Regions from separate parts of the Sus scrofa genome. Here regions 2 and 3 are each linked to region 1. The links are chromatin contacts, called in public HiChIP or PLAC-seq and promoter capture Hi-C maps. All regions are on one chromosome and are shown on one strand. The core of a region is the stretch at or near the end of the contact, and the rest is flanking DNA. Distances in the headings are between cores, read along the strand shown.

Region 1 (2,692 bases), core at 91-2,590:
GAGTCTTCCTGACACCCCCGTTGAAGATCAGTTGACTGTTTGTGGGTGTATCTCTGGGCTCTTGATTCTGTTCCACTCTCCATGTGTCTTTTTTTGTGTGCTAGTGCCATTATTACATTTTGGTTTTGTTTTTTGTGGTTTTTCTTGAGGGGGTGGCCAGGAACTGAATCTGAGCTGCAGCTGTGACCTATACCCTAGCTGAGGCCAGATCCTTAAGCCAGGGCACTGGCCCGGGGATCAAACCCACACCACTGCAAAGACAGAGTCAGATCCTAAACCCACTGGGCACAAGCAGGAACTCCAGTTATTATATTTTGTAATAAAGTTTCAAGTCAGGAAGGAGGGTGCCCCCAGCCCAGTTTAGTTCTTTCTCAGGATTGCTTTGGCTATTCTGGGTCTTTTGCCGATCTATATGAATTTTAGGATTGTGTTTTCGATTTCTGTGAAAAATGCCATTGGAATTTTGATAGAGATTGCACTGAATCTATAGACGGCTCTGTGCAATCCAGACATGTGAATGTTAATTCTTCCAATCCGTGAACACAGGTTATGGATCCATTTATCTGTGACTGCTTCCGTTTGTTTTTGCAAAGTCATAGATTTCCCTGCACAGCTCTTTCATCTCCTGTAAGTTTATTCCTGTTTCATTGTTTCTGATCGCTATTGTTAATGTGCTTGTTTTCTTTCTCTCTTTATTTTCTGATTCACATGTTCTGAAACAGTGTATACTGTTTTCCACCGGGGCTACACCATTCTGCATTCCCACAAGCCAGGCACCGGGGTTCCAGGTTCTCCACAGCCTTGCCAACCCTAGTTATTTAGGGGTTTTTTTTATTTGTTTGTGTGTTTGTTTTACAGCAGCCATTCTGATGGGATGAGACAGTCTTCACTGCTTCATGGCAGCACTCTACTCGGTCAGTTTTGAAACAGTTACGTGTTTCCTGCCATTTTAAAAGCATAAGCTTTCATTTGAACTGGGCTCATTTCTGATGAGAGGCAGGCAGCCCTGGCCAGCGGAAAGTGCCCCGACCTGTAGTGCTACACGTCAGGGTTCTGACCCACGCTGTCACTGAGAGACCCTGAGCCTCAAAGAACTTTTCTCCAGGCCTCAGTTTCCTCATCTTAGGGGTGGGGGGTCGGGGGGCGAGGCTAGCATGAGAATCTACTGTGCTCCAACCTCTTAGCTGAAACAGGCCTGGATCCATTTAAGCCGGGTCGCGCTTCCGCTCCTTCGTGCTATGTTGCATTTCTGTTTTGTTTCTTTCATTCATTTGGCTGCCCCGGGAGGGGGGCGCAGGCCCCGCCCACCGCCTTCGAGCCTGGAGAGCCACCGAGAAGGGGGCCCTCCGGGGTGCTAGAGAGGGCGCCTTGCCCGGCTGACGCGGGCGCACTTCCGGCCTTTGTGTGCCACCCAAGACGGCGGCTCCAGGGGGGCAGCCTGCGCTCCCCACTCCCGGTGGTGCGGCGCCGGGGGTGCGTGGGTTCCCCGGTTATGCAGCGTCATTCTCAACCTGTGCGGCTCTAGGAGGCCCCGCGCCCGCTGCGAACGCCCTGTGTCCCTTCCAACCCCTGCATTTTTGGTCTTGCCCTCCTCTTGCTCTCTTCTCGATGGGGGACTTAGCAGGACTTGAGGTTGGGGAGCGGGATTGTCCCAGGTTTGACCCCTCATTCGTTCAGGCCTCCTAGGAGTCAGCCTGGCTGCAAAGTTCAGGCGGATCCCGCTCCCTCCCACTTCCTTGCTGCCGCCCCCAGACTTGACTTTTGAAACGACCCTCTGGGAAGCCCAGGTCGTTGAACCAAAAAAACGCTAACTGGATCCCCCGGCGTCCCGTGTGCTTTATTCTCCCACGTACACTTAATCAGCTGAGTTTTAGCCCGGGCATAGGGGGAATTAGATCAGACTAGATTCTTGCGTTTTCCCAGACCTGAATGCTCTAGCAAGAGAACGGATACGTGTGTGATGCCGATATAATGTGAGAGAGACGGTGGGAGGTATACGCGAGACAGAGGATGCAAATAGAGAAGGAAGGATCCGGTTAAAAAGCTGCTGGGGCAGAGATCAAGTGGATAAGACTTTGCAAGATGGGTGGTAGTGGAAGGAGGGTGAGAACTGGATCCGTGGAAATGCCCTACCAGCCCAGGACATTCCCCATAGAGCTGGTGCAAAAGCACAAAGGTGAAAGGGATGGGAGGGCTGGGGAGAGAGTGGTAAATATTTCAACACCATTCTGATAATGTTTATTTTGTGCTGCGCACTGGAGATGAAAGAATGTGTGGCCACAGATCCCTGTTCAAGCGGTTGTTAGATCCCTTTTGCTAAAAATAGTGAAAGTGGTTCAAAGGTACAAACTCATAGTTAGACAAATTCTGGGAATGTAGCTATAGTGAAAAATAAAAATCATTATGTAAAAAGTTAAAAAATAATAATAATAAATTCTGGGGATGCAATGTACAGCATGGTGACTAGTTAATACTAGAGTATTGTATACAAACGCATTGTGTATTTGAAAGTTGCTAAGACAGTGGATCTTAAAAGTTGGCATCGCAAGAAAAAAATTAACTGTGTGAGCTGATGGATGTTAACTAAACTCATTGCGATCCGTTTCACAATATTTCCATATATCAAATCATTATGTTGTATATCCAAAGCTAATACAATATTATATGTCAATTCTATTTCAATAAAACTAGG
Region 2 (2,692 bases), core at 102-2,601, 110 kb after region 1:
CTCCCTCCCTGCAGGATTTCTCAGGCCTTTACTTTGAGAGTTGCTGGTCGTTTAATTTCCCTTTATGCAGGCTCTTAAATGGAGAGATAGCTTAATTCGCACCAGTCACTATTATCACCAGAAAACATCTCTGGGCAGCAGAGTAGGCTCCGCAGGTAAAGGTACAGGTCTCTACCTGCTTTTTAGGAGCTAACACTTGGGTGTGTTACAGACACACCTAAAGAACCAGCCAAATTGTAGGGGCGACAAGACAGGGTAAAGGCAGTGTACACAACTTGCTCGGGTGTAGGGGTGGGGAGAGGGCTGGAGTGGGCTAGGTTTGCCGGAGGTGGTTTTTTGTTTTTTCTTTTTAGGGCCGCACCCTTGGCATATGGAAGTTCCCAAGCAAGGGGTCGAATCCGAGCTGCAGCTGCTGGCCTATGCCACAGCCAATGTCAGATCTGAGCCCAATCCGTGACCTCTGTTGCAGCTTGTGGCAACGTTGTATCCTTAACCCACTGAGCAAGTCCAGGTATCGAACCCACATCCTCATTGATACTAGTTGGGTTCTTAACCTGCTGACCACAACGGGAACTCCCAGAAGTGAGTTTTGAAAGACTAACGGAGACGGAGGGTAGAGGGAAGTTGGGAGGGGTTAGAAAATGCCAGGGATGTTCTCAGTGCTGTAGGTAATGAGGTGGAAGGAGGAAAGAAAGGATGTGTAGACCAAGGCACTCAGGACCAGGCTCCACTGGCAAACCATTCATTCACTCAAAAATCATTTATGGAGTTCCCCTGTGGCTCAGCGGGATTTGAACTTTTGTGGCTCTGATTACAGCTGTGGCGTGAGTTCCGTCCCTGGTGCGAGTACTCCTGCATGCTGTGAATGCGGCCCGAAAAAGAAATCATTTAGGTGCCCATATGTCAGGTAGTTTTGATCACGTGTTACAGTGATAAAGGCGACAGAACGCCCTTCGGTGGGGATGAGTGAGACGTGTGCAAGGAACAGACACGAGAGCCAATGTGGCTGAAGCACGGCGATCAAAGGGCAGAAAAGCAGAGGCCAGGGCTGGCTGGCGGGCAGGGGTCTGATCTTACAGGGTCTTGCAGGTGGTTAGGAGTGTGGCTTTTACTCTGAGGGCAACAACATGAAGTTTCATTCATGCTGCAGCAGCCTTACAAAGTAGGCAGTCTAATCCCAGTATACTTTAGGACGATCAGGGTGCGGTTAAGTAAGTTGTTCAAGGTCAGAGGCAGGCGAGAGGGCTACTAAGACCTGCCGGCTCTCCCCGACCCAGGGCTGCCTGCGCGGGTCTGGGCAGGCGCGCGCCACGGCCGCACTGAGCATGCGCTGCTGCCTACGGAAGCCGGCAGGGAGGGGGCGGGGCCGACACTGGCGGGCGCGGGGGAAATGGCGGCGGCGGCTGCGGCGAACGGGACCGGAGGGAGCAGCGGGATGGAGGTGGATGCAGCAGGTAACCGACCGGGAGGGAGCGGCTTCTGGAGACGCCCTTGGGGCGCGTCAAGGCCTTCCTGGACTCCCGGGGAAGTCGGGAGGGCGGGTCAGCGGCGCGTTCCCTGGGATAACTTGCGGGAGGGATGTATGGCCCGGCTCTGCTGGCTTCCCCTCCCATCTCCCGGGGGGAACGTGGGACCCGGACTCTCACCCTCTCTTCCAACTGCTTAGTCGTCCCCAGCGTGATGGCCTCCGGAGTGACTGGCAGTGTTTCAGTCGCCCTTCACCCCCTCGTCATTCTCAACATCTCAGACCATTGGATTCGCATGCGCTCCCAGGAGGGGCGGCCTATGCAGGGTGAGTGTTCGGCGTAATTCTCTGGCCTTCTTTTCCTGGTCATCTCCCCCAAACGGTGGTCCTTCCCTTTCCTTTGCTGAAGCCAATTCTTCCGCCGCAAACCACCCGTTTCCCTAGTACTGGGTTCACTTGACCTCAGACCCTCAGGCTATACTGATTTAACTAAGTTTCAGGATTCTTTACCCTCACCTCTTGTGTCCTCTCCTCCAGTGATTGGGGCTCTGATCGGGAAGCAGGAGGGCCGAAATATCGAGGTGATGAACTCCTTTGAGCTGCTGTCCCACACCGTGGAAGAGAAGATTATCATTGACAAGGAATATTATTACACCAAGGAGGAGCAGTGTGAGAGGGGAATAGAGGTGGGGGAGAGGAGTGGGAGTTAAAAAAAGAAAGAAAATCAGAATAGGGAAGGTGGAGAGGGTTGGGGGGAAAAAAATAAACAGGAGATGAGCAGAATGGAGGCCAAGTGACGAGAAGGTAGCTGTAGAGATCTTTAAAAAAGAACATATTTGGGAGTTCCCGTCGTGGCTCAGTGGTTAACGAATCCGACTAGGAACCATGAGGTTGCGGGTTCGATCCCTGGCCTTGTTCAATGGGTTAAGGATCCAGTGTTGCCATGAACAGTGGTGTAGGTCGCAGGTGCAGCTCGGATCCTGCATTGCTGTGGCTGTGGTGTAGGCCGACGGACACAGCTCCAATTGGACCCCTAGCCTGGGAACCTCCATGTGCTGCGGGAGCGGCCCTAGAAATGGAAAAAAGACCAAAAAAAAAAAAAAAAAAGAACATATTTGGTTACTTCCCACAAAGTAAGGAGAAGATAGAAGAGATGACTTACTCTAAACTGAGCCGGGATGGGATGGGGAGAAGCTGGTTAAAATCCACCAGGAGCTTCAAATTAAA
Region 3 (2,692 bases), core at 52-2,551, 95 kb after region 1:
ATGGTGCAGTGGGTTAAGGATCTGGTGTTGTCACTGCTGTGGGTCTGGTTACATCTGTGGCAGGGGGTTTGATCCCGGGCCTGGGAACCTTTGTATACAGCGAGTACAGTCAAAGAAAAAAAGAAAAAGACCACGACTGGCATTTGTGTTGTGGCTTTAGAGCTGAAACAGAAGTCAGGGTTCTCTAGGTCAACCTCCCACCCAGTGCAAGAAACATCTTCCGAAGTTCCTAACGTTCTGTCAGCTAACTTGCTGGACACACATGGCTACTTCAGCGGGGAGTCTGTTCCACTGCTGCACAGGTTCGCCACTGGAGAGGTCTTGAGATGTCAAGCTAAAAATCTGTCCCCTGGATCTTCAACTCTTCAGAGGCCTCATGCCCTACGAAGCTTTAGTGATAGAATCTTCTCCTTCCATACCACTCTCCACCAAACACTTGAAATCAAGTGATGCCTGCACCCCACGAATTTCACTTCTCCGAGAAAAGCACCTTTAGTGCCAATAATTATCCCACAGATTGCAGGCTCATCATCGTGCTTTATCCACTCCTGGAGTTTACACATACCCTTCAGAACTTAAACAACGGGCTGTGTTCGATCCCACTTTGAAAAGCGAATCAAATAGGGGATCTAATACAACTGAAAAATGGGACACAGTGGTACCACTCCCCGAAAGAGACTCGACTGACTGTGCGCCTGGGAGATTATTCCGGAATCTGAGCAGTTCTAACTGCGCACTCTTCGTAGAACTCCTCGTTCTTTGATCTTCAGATCCAGCCGGAGTAAAAACAGACCCTCCCTCCGGCCGCGGGCGCGGAGAACTGTTAACATCAAATAAAAACGTCTCGGAGAACTACCAAGTTAGGGTCGCTGTCACGAGCTGTCTGAAGGCGCGGGACGCCTCTCCGGCCATACTGGAACTTTTTAAGGGCTCGAGCTGGGCGCTGTGCAACTCACAGAACCACAACAGCTGCTCCTTTCCTCCCCGATGCAGGGCGCGCTGGGGGGCGGGGTCCCTGGGGAAGCGAGTCCTGACTGGCGCCTCCCCGCACCCTGCTCCGGGCGGGCCTGGGGACCCCGCGGGCCGCAGCGGCACAGACACCACCCCTTTCCCGGCGACCTCTGCTTCCGTCCCACCGCGAGCCCCAGGGGCGGCCGGACTCACCCTGGGGGCAGGGACGGGAGATTTGGGGGGCTGGACACCGACCAGGCCCCGCTGGACCCTGTCACAGAGCCACACACCGGGGACAGAACAAAGAACGGAAGTTCCCTGCGTTTCGCTTCCGGGTCAGTCCGAGTCACCCCCCGCTACACACACACATACACACAACGCTCCGGGTCCCCCACGTCCACTTGTTCTCTCTAGGAAAATGGGAGGTCTGCGTCTCTCTGTGGTTTGCTGACTGGGCTCCGGCCCCAGCGCGGATGCCATGCTCCGCGCCTGCTGCCCCCGCCCGCAGCGCCCCCTGCTGGCCGGGCGTGGCGGGGCGCCGCGCACCTGGTCCTCACGGCGCATGCTCGAGCGCGGCAGGCGGGGGAGCAGAAGGCGCGGTGTCTGGGGTAGAGGGTCGCTGCTGCGCTTCCACGAAGTGGAGTTTTAAGCCCTAAGGTCGCCTACAGACGGACGCTTGAAGGATTCAATGGAGAAAATGTATCTTCATCTGAAGTTTCCAAACAAATCAGGTTTTGTGTTTGTTTCATGTAAAATGCCTCCTTTAAATTACCAAAATCTTTTTTTTTTTTTGCTATGTTTTGCTGGGTCCGCTGCACCCAAGCCTCGGCAATGACAATGCCAGATCCTTAAACTCCAAATTACCAAAATGTGAAGAGAACGTTCTGGCGCAGCAGAGAATGCATGTGAGGACAAAACCTGCTGGGAGCAGAAAAGATGTGGGGAAGTTATCCATCTAGATCCATCCGGATCCGAAGAAAACAGGTGAGGCCCCATCAATGTGGAGAAAGTATGAAATAGGTGAGATGCTTGAGGAAATGAAAAGCAAGCTTCTTGGTTCACTCACTTTTATGCCCTCACAAGAGGAATCCTTGAAGTGTCAGAAACATCCTTCAGATTATATACAAAAGGAAGTTTTGTGATCTGATTCCCCTTATGGCCCTGCCTCGCATTTGATCGCAGTTTTTCTGCTTCCAGTATTTATAGTGCATCCATTCAGTTTTGCAGTGCAACAGGCCTTACTCTCCAGTGACTTCAGTCTAAGGACAGGAAATATGTGCTGGGGAAAAGGTGACAAAGAGCAGGGCCCTGTCAGGAGGTGACAAGACTTTCCAGTAGCGATGCAGGCCAGTCGGGAAGATGGAGTGTTCTCTGCAGAGTCAGCAACCAGTGCAAAGGCCCTGAGGCATGAGAGAACAATTAACAGGTAACAAAACTGGAGGGTGGCCCAAGAGGTGTGGGTGTGTGACCCATTTCCAGTCCTTCTGGACCCCAGCGAGAATTTGAGCAAATGCTTGGAATGGCCAAGCCGCTCAGCAAACTCCACTCCCCCCCAGGAAGGCATTTTTCCTTTTTCTCTTCTCAATTCCTTATAATCCCACTTGTCCCTCCAGGACAAGAACAGAGATGAAGGAGGAGGCAGTGGCAGGAGAGGAGGGAAGGGTGGAAGCAGAGTGAGGCTCCTCAGAGTGGGTTTGTGTGTTTGGTAAATGTTCACCTAATGACAGTCCTCAGAAAACAG

The links. Promoter capture Hi-C pulls out the DNA fragments that hold promoters and counts their contacts. HiChIP or PLAC-seq counts read pairs in DNA pulled down with a chosen protein or histone mark.
Region 2: a promoter capture Hi-C map of liver shows a contact between it and region 1, with 4 times the contacts expected there. The contact joins the promoter of COPS6 here to the enhancer-like site in region 1. A contact is called at or near these places in 3 of 5 promoter capture datasets (fetal liver and liver), 18 of 47 Hi-C or Micro-C datasets (alveolar macrophages, blood, embryonic fibroblasts and 11 more) and 1 of 2 datasets of contacts at active chromatin or transcription factors (alveolar macrophages).
Region 3: an H3K27ac HiChIP or PLAC-seq map of alveolar macrophages shows a contact between it and region 1. The contact joins the promoter of ZNF3 here to the enhancer-like site in region 1. A contact is called at or near these places in 3 of 5 promoter capture datasets (fetal liver and liver), 24 of 47 Hi-C or Micro-C datasets (alveolar macrophages, blood, embryonic fibroblasts and 12 more) and 1 of 2 datasets of contacts at active chromatin or transcription factors (alveolar macrophages).

What each region holds. Positions count from the first base shown.
Region 1 is chr3:7,886,496-7,889,187 of Sscrofa11.1, forward strand. It overlaps LOC110259869 (a long non-coding RNA gene), which reads left to right. Exons shown (of 3, transcript XR_002342271.1): 3 at 859-2,689. Among named protein-coding and RNA genes, the nearest start is that of AZGP1, 20 kb to the left of the region's middle. Within about 2 kb of position 1,341, at least 64 of the 83 cell types and tissues checked have an H3K27ac peak or open chromatin away from gene starts, as enhancers often do. A contact at or near this core is called in alveolar macrophages, epiblast stem cells, fetal liver and 7 more, where this site is marked.
Region 2 is chr3:8,001,351-8,004,042 of Sscrofa11.1, forward strand. It overlaps COPS6 (COP9 constitutive photomorphogenic homolog subunit 6 (Arabidopsis)), which reads left to right and starts at 1,352. Exons shown (of 10, transcript NM_001105299.1): 1 at 1,352-1,454; 2 at 1,667-1,792; 3 at 2,003-2,134. The coding sequence starts at 1,391.
Region 3 is chr3:7,981,392-7,984,083 of Sscrofa11.1, forward strand. ZNF3 (zinc finger protein 3) reads right to left here and starts at 1,302. Exons shown (of 6, transcript XM_021086192.1): 1 at 1,165-1,302. LOC110259870 (a long non-coding RNA gene) reads left to right here and starts at 1,450. Exons shown (of 4, transcript XR_002342273.1): 1 at 1,450-1,935.